Regions from separate parts of the Danio rerio genome. Here region 1 is linked to region 2. The links are chromatin contacts, called in public HiCAR-type maps. All regions are on one chromosome and are shown on one strand. The core of a region is the stretch at or near the end of the contact, and the rest is flanking DNA. Distances in the headings are between cores, read along the strand shown. Region 1 holds the start of xxylt1 (xyloside xylosyltransferase 1). Region 2 holds the start of lsg1 (large 60S subunit nuclear export GTPase 1).

Region 1 (4,080 bases), core at 64-2,563, 250 kb after region 2:
CGAAAAATACAAAATAAAATAAAAATTTGATGAAAAAAAAACACATACATACATACATACATATACATATATATATATATATATATATATATATATATATATATATATATATATATATATATATGTGTGTGTGTGTGTGTGTGTGTGTGTGTGTATAAATGAAGCATTTCCCTCATAAATGCAAAACTGTCAAATAAAATAATCAATCATTTTTGTTTAGAGCCTACTCTTATCCTTTTGATTATCATTATTTCTTTTGGGTTGTGCAGTTTAATTCACAGAACTTCTACAAAGTATGCTGTATGCTATAAACTCGCAGACTTTTCTTGTCACATCGCATGTTTATTTTACACATTTAAAATACAAAAAAAGCTTACAGATGGATATTATTCTGCTCGTATAACTCTGGGGTTAGTTGTTTTTGGAAAATAGACACAGACGTTTCGATATAATGTTAACGTATACTTTCAATGTCAATTTATGTGTTGAGTTTTTACAGCAAATGTCACATCCATAACGCTGCAATTGCTCATAATTATTTTTAATTTCTTTTTTGGGGGGAACATTGGTTAATTTAGTTCTTTGGTTTAAAATATTGTTCAAAATATCACTGTTTAAATGTAGAAAAACATGGTATAAAACGAGATGACCTCTCAAACACTCTTAATTAACTTACAACTTAAGTTAATATATTTTCTGTATCACAGAAAAAACATATATACAGGTTTTTTGGTAAGGAAACAATATTAGATTCTGGTTTGTTCCTGCCATACTTCATTTTAATGGAATCAGACATTTTTAAATAGCACACATGTTGTAAGGCCTATTAAAGCACGTCTTTATTATTTTTAACCATATGGGAAAATGTCAAAAATGCTCTGTGAAACAGCATTGAAAGAAACATATTAAGAGAAAATTATGACAGAATGTTCATTTTTGGATAACCTATAGCTCTAAATATCATTTAGGCCAAATGACAGTTTCAAACAATACATGTGAAACGTGTCAGCTTTAATACAGCAAACAGCAGATGTTCAAAGTAACGTTGTGCACTTCCATACATGTTTATATGCAGCCGCTTTGCATGTAGCGTGAAGCAACAGTCTCTTACCGCCGTCACATGACGCCTTCAGCGGCGCGCGATACACACAGAAATCATGACAAGAGGAGCTGCTGCTGCTGGAAGACAACTGGAGCGGTGGGTTATTAAAGACTCTATGGAAAAATGTACATTTGCAAAAGCAAAATAATAATGCAGACACGAGACATCTGAACACTTGCGCGTCTTACATCACCGGAAGTTGAACAGTTCATAATAAAAGACCCGGTATCAAACATTTAAGACAAATTATTATCCAATCTTGTTTCTCTTATCAAGTATTAAGAAATATGTTATTTCATTCAGTGGATAAAAACACTGTTAAATATTTTAGAACAACATATCTTAAATTTCCAATTCTCCCCAAGGTAAAAGAAGTACAATTTAAAATATTTAATGATATAACTTATACCCTTCTAATAGATTCTTACATCTAAAATTTTACTTAGAAAACTCACCATGCCGTTTATGTAAACACTTTAGTGAAGACACTGAACACATATTTTTCTCTTGCAGCGCTGTTCGATCATTTTGGAAAAAAGTACAAGACTGGTTGATAATAAAAAATGTGGATGCTGAAGGTTTGACTTTTACATTATAAGATGTACTGTATGGAATTACTAAAGATTGCTCTACTTTGCACGATTTGATAAATATGATAATTGTGTTAGCCAAATATTTTATTCATAAATGTAGATATTTCAAAACACCTCCATTACTTATTGTATTTATAAAAGAACTTAAAATATTTTCAGATGCCCTGGTTAAAATGAAAACAAAAATTGCCTTAAAAATGTTCAATTTATTTGTATTATATAACTTGCCATAGATGATATATATGTTGTACTTATTTTTTATTTATTTATTTAATTTTTGCGTTTTCCTTTCACTCTTGGATTTATTTTAACTTGAATGTTTTTTGTATATTACATTTGTATCTTTGTATATTATTTTGTGTTGAGCCTTCCATATATGACACACAAGTTGTAAAGTTGAATCCCATTTTGTTGTATTTGGATTTTGTATTTTCAATAAAAAAAAAAATAATAAAAATAAAAAATAAAAGACCCGGTATCACATGAAGAAAGAAACGCAGCGTCGATATACGTTAACACCTGTGTTTTACAGTCTATGATTAACACACATAAATAAATAAATAAATAAATAAATAACGTATTTGTTACGTATATTCTATTTATAAAAGTAATTTTTGTTTTGTGCTGCCTAAAATGCGAATTGTTTTATTAATCAATGTATAAGAAGCTAATTTACTATCCTTACTATCCTAATACACTTGTGTATGACCACATAACTTACTCATATTGGTGATTACTGTTCAAAATAAGTATGTTGTTTCATGTTTACATAATTGCATTATACATTCATTAAATTTTCTTTTCGGCTTATATTAATTTGGGGTCGCCACTGCAGAATGAACCGCCAACTTATCCAGCATATGTTTTACATAGCAGATGCCCTTCCAGCTGCAACCCATCTCTGGGAAACATCCATACACCACAGACAATTCATCCTACCCAATTCACCTGTATCGCATGTCTTTCTTTGGACTGTGGGGGAAGCCGGGGCACACGGAGGAAACCCACGCGAACGCAGGGAGAACATGCAAACTCCACACGACCCTCTTGCTGTGGGGCGACAGCACTACCTACTGCGCCACTGCGTCGCCCCATACATTTTTTATAATAATGAATTAATTTTTTTTAAAGTTTTTAATTTGTCAACTCTCATTATTTCCTAAATATGGCTTTTGTGCTTCTATAGAATGGGAGTTGGTAAACATATTCAAGGGTGTGCACAGATGGGAAGCATTTTGATTGATGTAGTGGGCCACTCTTTCCCAAAATGCCAGGGCCGATTTTTTGTACCAGTCCAGCCCTGGGCATGACCATTTCTCCTCTGGCCAAGCTTCTTGTGCAGAGCTGCAGTCAAGGCATCGGAGACTGGAGAATGCTGGACGTCCATTGTGAAGAAGCTGCAGGTGTGAATAGGTCACCGGCAGGTGTTCAGGCTGGCCCACGGGATCAATTCTGAGACTCATATGTCACTAAAGTCATTTAGGAATCAGTCTCACGCTCTCCACTCCTCCATGACCACCACAGCATCAGCTCAGGATACGGCCTGGTCCAGGATTATGGAGACCTCTAGAAGTCCTCTATAGTTGGCATCATCCTTTCACAGGACTTGGATCACTTGTGTTTGGATGACATTAACATGCACATTTACAGATAAAGAGTTGTATGGTTGAAACTAAAATATTGTATAAGATATTGTACTACACTTTACAGTTCATTCATTCATTTTCTTTTGGCTTTATCCCTTTATTAATCTGGGGTGGCTACAGTGGATTAAACCGATCACTCATCCAGCACGTTTTACACAGCGGATGCCCTTCCAGCTGCAACCCATCACTGGGAAACACCCATACACTTCAATTCACACACATACACTACAGCCAATTTAGCTAAATTTTTCCTCTATAACGCATGTCATTGGACTGTGGGGGAAACTGGAGCACCCAGAGGAAACCCACACAAACACTGGAAGAACATGCAAACTCTTCATAGAAATGCCAACTGACCCAGCTGAGGCTCGAACCAGCAACCTATTTGCTGTGAGGCGAGAGTGCTACCCACTGTGCCACTGCACTGCTGTACACTTTACAGTAGTTTGCTTAAACCAGGGGTGTCCAAACTTGGTGTCGGAAGGCCAGTGTCCTACAGATTTTAGCTCCAACTTGCCTCAACACACCTGCAAGGATGTTTCTAGAAAGCCTGGTAAAGCTGTGGTCACACTGCACTTTTCTCCTCATAGACTTCCATTCATATGCAGTGTTGCCAGATTGGGCGTTTTCTTTTGCATTTCGGCGGGTTTTGGACAGTTTTTGGCCTGGAATCAGTCAGCTACATCTGGCAACACTGTTCATATGCAAGTGAATGCGTCAGACCGGAAAGGCAAGGTCA
Region 2 (3,577 bases), core at 274-2,773:
TATTGTGCAGCCCTAATTTAAACACATTAATGTATATTTTAATAAATTCATTTAAATATAATATATTGAGTTAATAGATTTGAAACAAATCAACACCTACCTGCAACAAATTCAGTTCCAGCAAGTTCGGCTGTGGCCAGAAAGTCGTCCAGGGAGCTCTGCTCAGTGACAGACTGCAGGTTGAGCCGACCCCAATCATATCCATCATTCAGCTCGCTGGTGTGAAGCTAAACACACGACACAATTAATATACAGTTGAAATCAGAATTATTAGCCCCCCTGTTGATTTTTTCCCCCAATTTCTGTTAACCGGAGAGAAGATTTTTTTTAAATATATATTTTGAAACATAATAGTTTTAATAACTCATTTCTAGAAACTGATTTATTTTATCTTTGCCATGATGACAGTAAATAATACAGCTTAAAGTGACATTAAAAAGCTTAACTAGGTTAATTGGGTTATTTGGCAGGTTATGGTAATTAGTCAAGTTATTGTATAACAGTGATTTGTTCTGTAGATCGAAAAAAAAATAGAGCTTAAAGGGGCTTAATATTTTTTCCTTAAAATGGTGTTTAAGAAAATAAAAACTGTTTTTATTGTAGCCAAAATAAAACAAATAATACTTTCTCCAGAAGAAAAAATATTATCATACATACTGTGAAAATGTCCTTGCTCTGTTAACATCACTTGGGAAATATTTTAAAAAGAAAAAAATTCTAGGGGGACTAATATTTCTGACTTCAACTGTACATCGTATTGTTTATTATATTAGACATCATGTGTTGAAAAAAAATCTTCTGGCGTGCAAGAACTCCAATATACGGTCTGAAGAAGAATATTATATTTTATAAAATATAACTAATCTTATTATAAGATAAAATCTTGTAGCCCATATGCACTTGTCATCATTTACTTGTTTTAAACCTTTATAAGTTTCCTACCTTCTGTTGAATACAAAACAAGATAAACTGAATAAAGTTGAAAGCCTGTAATCATTGACATCCATCCATAGCATGAAAAAAAACTGTATAACGTTAGAAGTCAGTGGTTACAGGTTTCCAGCTTTCTTCACAATATCTTCTTTTATTCTCACTATTTACTCACTTGAGGGTGGCTAAACAGTGAGAACATTTCATTTTAGGGCTGAACTATCCCTTAACACGCATAACTCTACTGCACTTTACATTATACGTATCGTACTCTTTTGTTATTACAATATAGAACAATCCACATTGCATTATAAATTAGGTATATTAAAAACAACACTCTAAACTAATGCTAATGCTGAAAGCCTAATTAAAACGATTTTCACATCAGACTGTCAGTGTTTCTCACCCATGTGTCGTTTCTCCTGTATCCGCGGCCTGCGTTCAGTCTCTCCTTTATTAAAGCTCTCCCCAACCCTGAACCCTCTCCACGAGTCTTCTTCTTCCCCATTTTAAACTTCTTTACACGGTTAAACGGCGATATAAACGCGTGACAGTGAGTTGTTCGTGGACATTCGAGTGGATAAACCTTCACGCGTGTGATATGTTTGTTATGGCAGAGGAAGGAAGTGACACGGAATGATCTACGAGAGGGACCACTCCTTCGCGAATGTTTAGAAGAGATGACAATTGTTGATTGTGTTCTTTATGTTCATGTCGTTTTAGTACAGTGAATATTTATTTAAATAATAGTAGAATAGACTGAGAATTGGGCGAAAATTGAAATCTTGGCCAGACTTTTGTTTTGTTCGGTGGTGTCGCGTTCAAATAGGACCGGTCAAAAACCAACTGCGTGGTTACGGATTTGCAGCCAAATACTGTTCTCTTGCAATGTTAGCATGATACCAGTAGATGTCAATACATAATAAGTTTCAGATCCACCCAAACTGTCCAGTTACATACAAGTTTTTTTTCAAAGAATTATACAATGTAGGCCTTACATGCATAAACAAGCATGAAGTAATAAAATTACAACAATAAGCAGACACAAATATAGGAAAAAAGCAACATATGATAACGACAATTGTATTTGACGTTAAAAAAATAAGTGAATAAATAAAATAAATAAAGTATAAAAGTTCATACAATATAAACCTTCAAAGGGTTGTGAAGGGGCTATAGGGTGTGAAATTCGCTGAAAAAAGTAGCTACTTTACTAGCTTTATTATTTGACAAAGTACTAAGTGATGTCTGATTGTCCTTAGTGTATGTAAATGCAGGAGTGTATGGGTGTTTCCCAGTGTTGGGTTGTGGCAGGAAGGTCATCCTCTGCGTAAAACATTTGCTGGATAAGTTGGCGGTTCATTCCGTTGTGGTGACCCCAGATTAATAAAGGGACTAAGCCGAAGAGAAAATAAATGAATGAATTTTGCAAAGCATATAAGGCTATTAACCAGGTAATGATGTGTACAATTTTCTTTAGTTACACTGAATCTAACTTTTTTAATGCAAAAAGGGTTTACATGAATATTGACATGAGAGATTCTGACATGTTTATGAGCCCAAAATAACTTTGAGTATATGCAGTTGTAGAAAATATGCTCAGTGGTTTTCTTCAGATTTATACATATCTCTGTATGTTAGGAAAGAGGCAACACCACCACCAACACCAAATTTAATAATAACACATTCATAATCATAACAATAACAACAATTATTATTATTGCTGTACATGCTGTAGAAATAATTATATTACAATATAGTAAATAGTATTGTACAATTGCTATCAGAAATAACAGAATTAAATCTTTGATTTATTAACAGATGATGTTTAACAGAGCAAGGACATTTTCACAGTATGTCTGATAATATTTTTTCTTCTGGAGAAAGTCTTATTTGTTTTATTTTGGCTTTAAAATAAACCAGTTTTTAATTTTTTAAACACAATTTTAAGGTCAAAATGATTAGCCCCTATAAGGTATATTTTTCCGATAGTCTACAGAACAAATCATCATTATACAATAACTTGCCTAACCACTCTAACCTGCTTAGTTAACCTAATTAACCTAGTTAAGCCTTTAAATGTCACTTTAAGCTGTATAGAAGTGTCTTGAAAAATATCTAGTCAAATATTATTTACTGTCATCATGGCAAAGATAAAATAAATCAGTTATTTAAAATGAGTTATTAAAACTATTATGTTTAAAAATGTGTTTAAAAAATCTCCTCGTTAAACAGAAATTGGGGGAAAAATAAACAGGGGGGTAATAATTCTGATTGAAACTGTATATATTGTTTTTATTGTTAAATGTGTATTTTCTAAAACATGCTGTTGTAATAAGGCTAATTCGAATAAGGCTAATTCGAGCCTCTGCTGGGTCAGTTTGCATTTCTGTGTGGAGTTTGCATGTTCTCCCTGCGTTCGTGTGGGTTTCCTCTGGGTGCTCCGGTTTCCCCCACAGTCCAAAGACATGTGGTACAGGTGATTTGGGTTAGCTAAATTGTCCTTAGTGTATGAATGTGTGTGTGAATGAGTGTGTGTGTGGACGTTTCCCAGAGATGGGTTGCGGCTGGAAGGGCATTCGCTGTGTAATAACGTGCTGGATAAGTTGGTGGTTCATTCTGCTATGGCGACGACGAATTAATATAG

What was found. HiCAR-type assays count read pairs that join an accessible place to other places.
Region 1: a HiCAR-type map of caudal fin shows a contact between it and region 2, with 15 times the contacts expected there. The contact joins the promoter of xxylt1 here to the promoter of lsg1 in region 2. A contact is called at or near these places in 7 of 18 Hi-C or Micro-C datasets (caudal fin, embryo, fibroblasts and 3 more) and 3 of 4 datasets of contacts at active chromatin or transcription factors (caudal fin, embryo and pancreas).

The regions. Positions count from the first base shown.
Region 1 is chr11:36,788,132-36,792,211 of GRCz12tu, forward strand. It overlaps xxylt1 (xyloside xylosyltransferase 1), which reads right to left and starts at 1,314. Exons shown (of 8, transcript XR_012387266.1): 1 at 1,112-1,314.
Region 2 is chr11:36,538,342-36,541,918 of GRCz12tu, forward strand. It overlaps lsg1 (large 60S subunit nuclear export GTPase 1), which reads right to left and starts at 1,524. Exons shown (of 14, transcript NM_212642.1): 1 at 1,337-1,524; 2 at 101-227. The coding sequence starts at 1,438.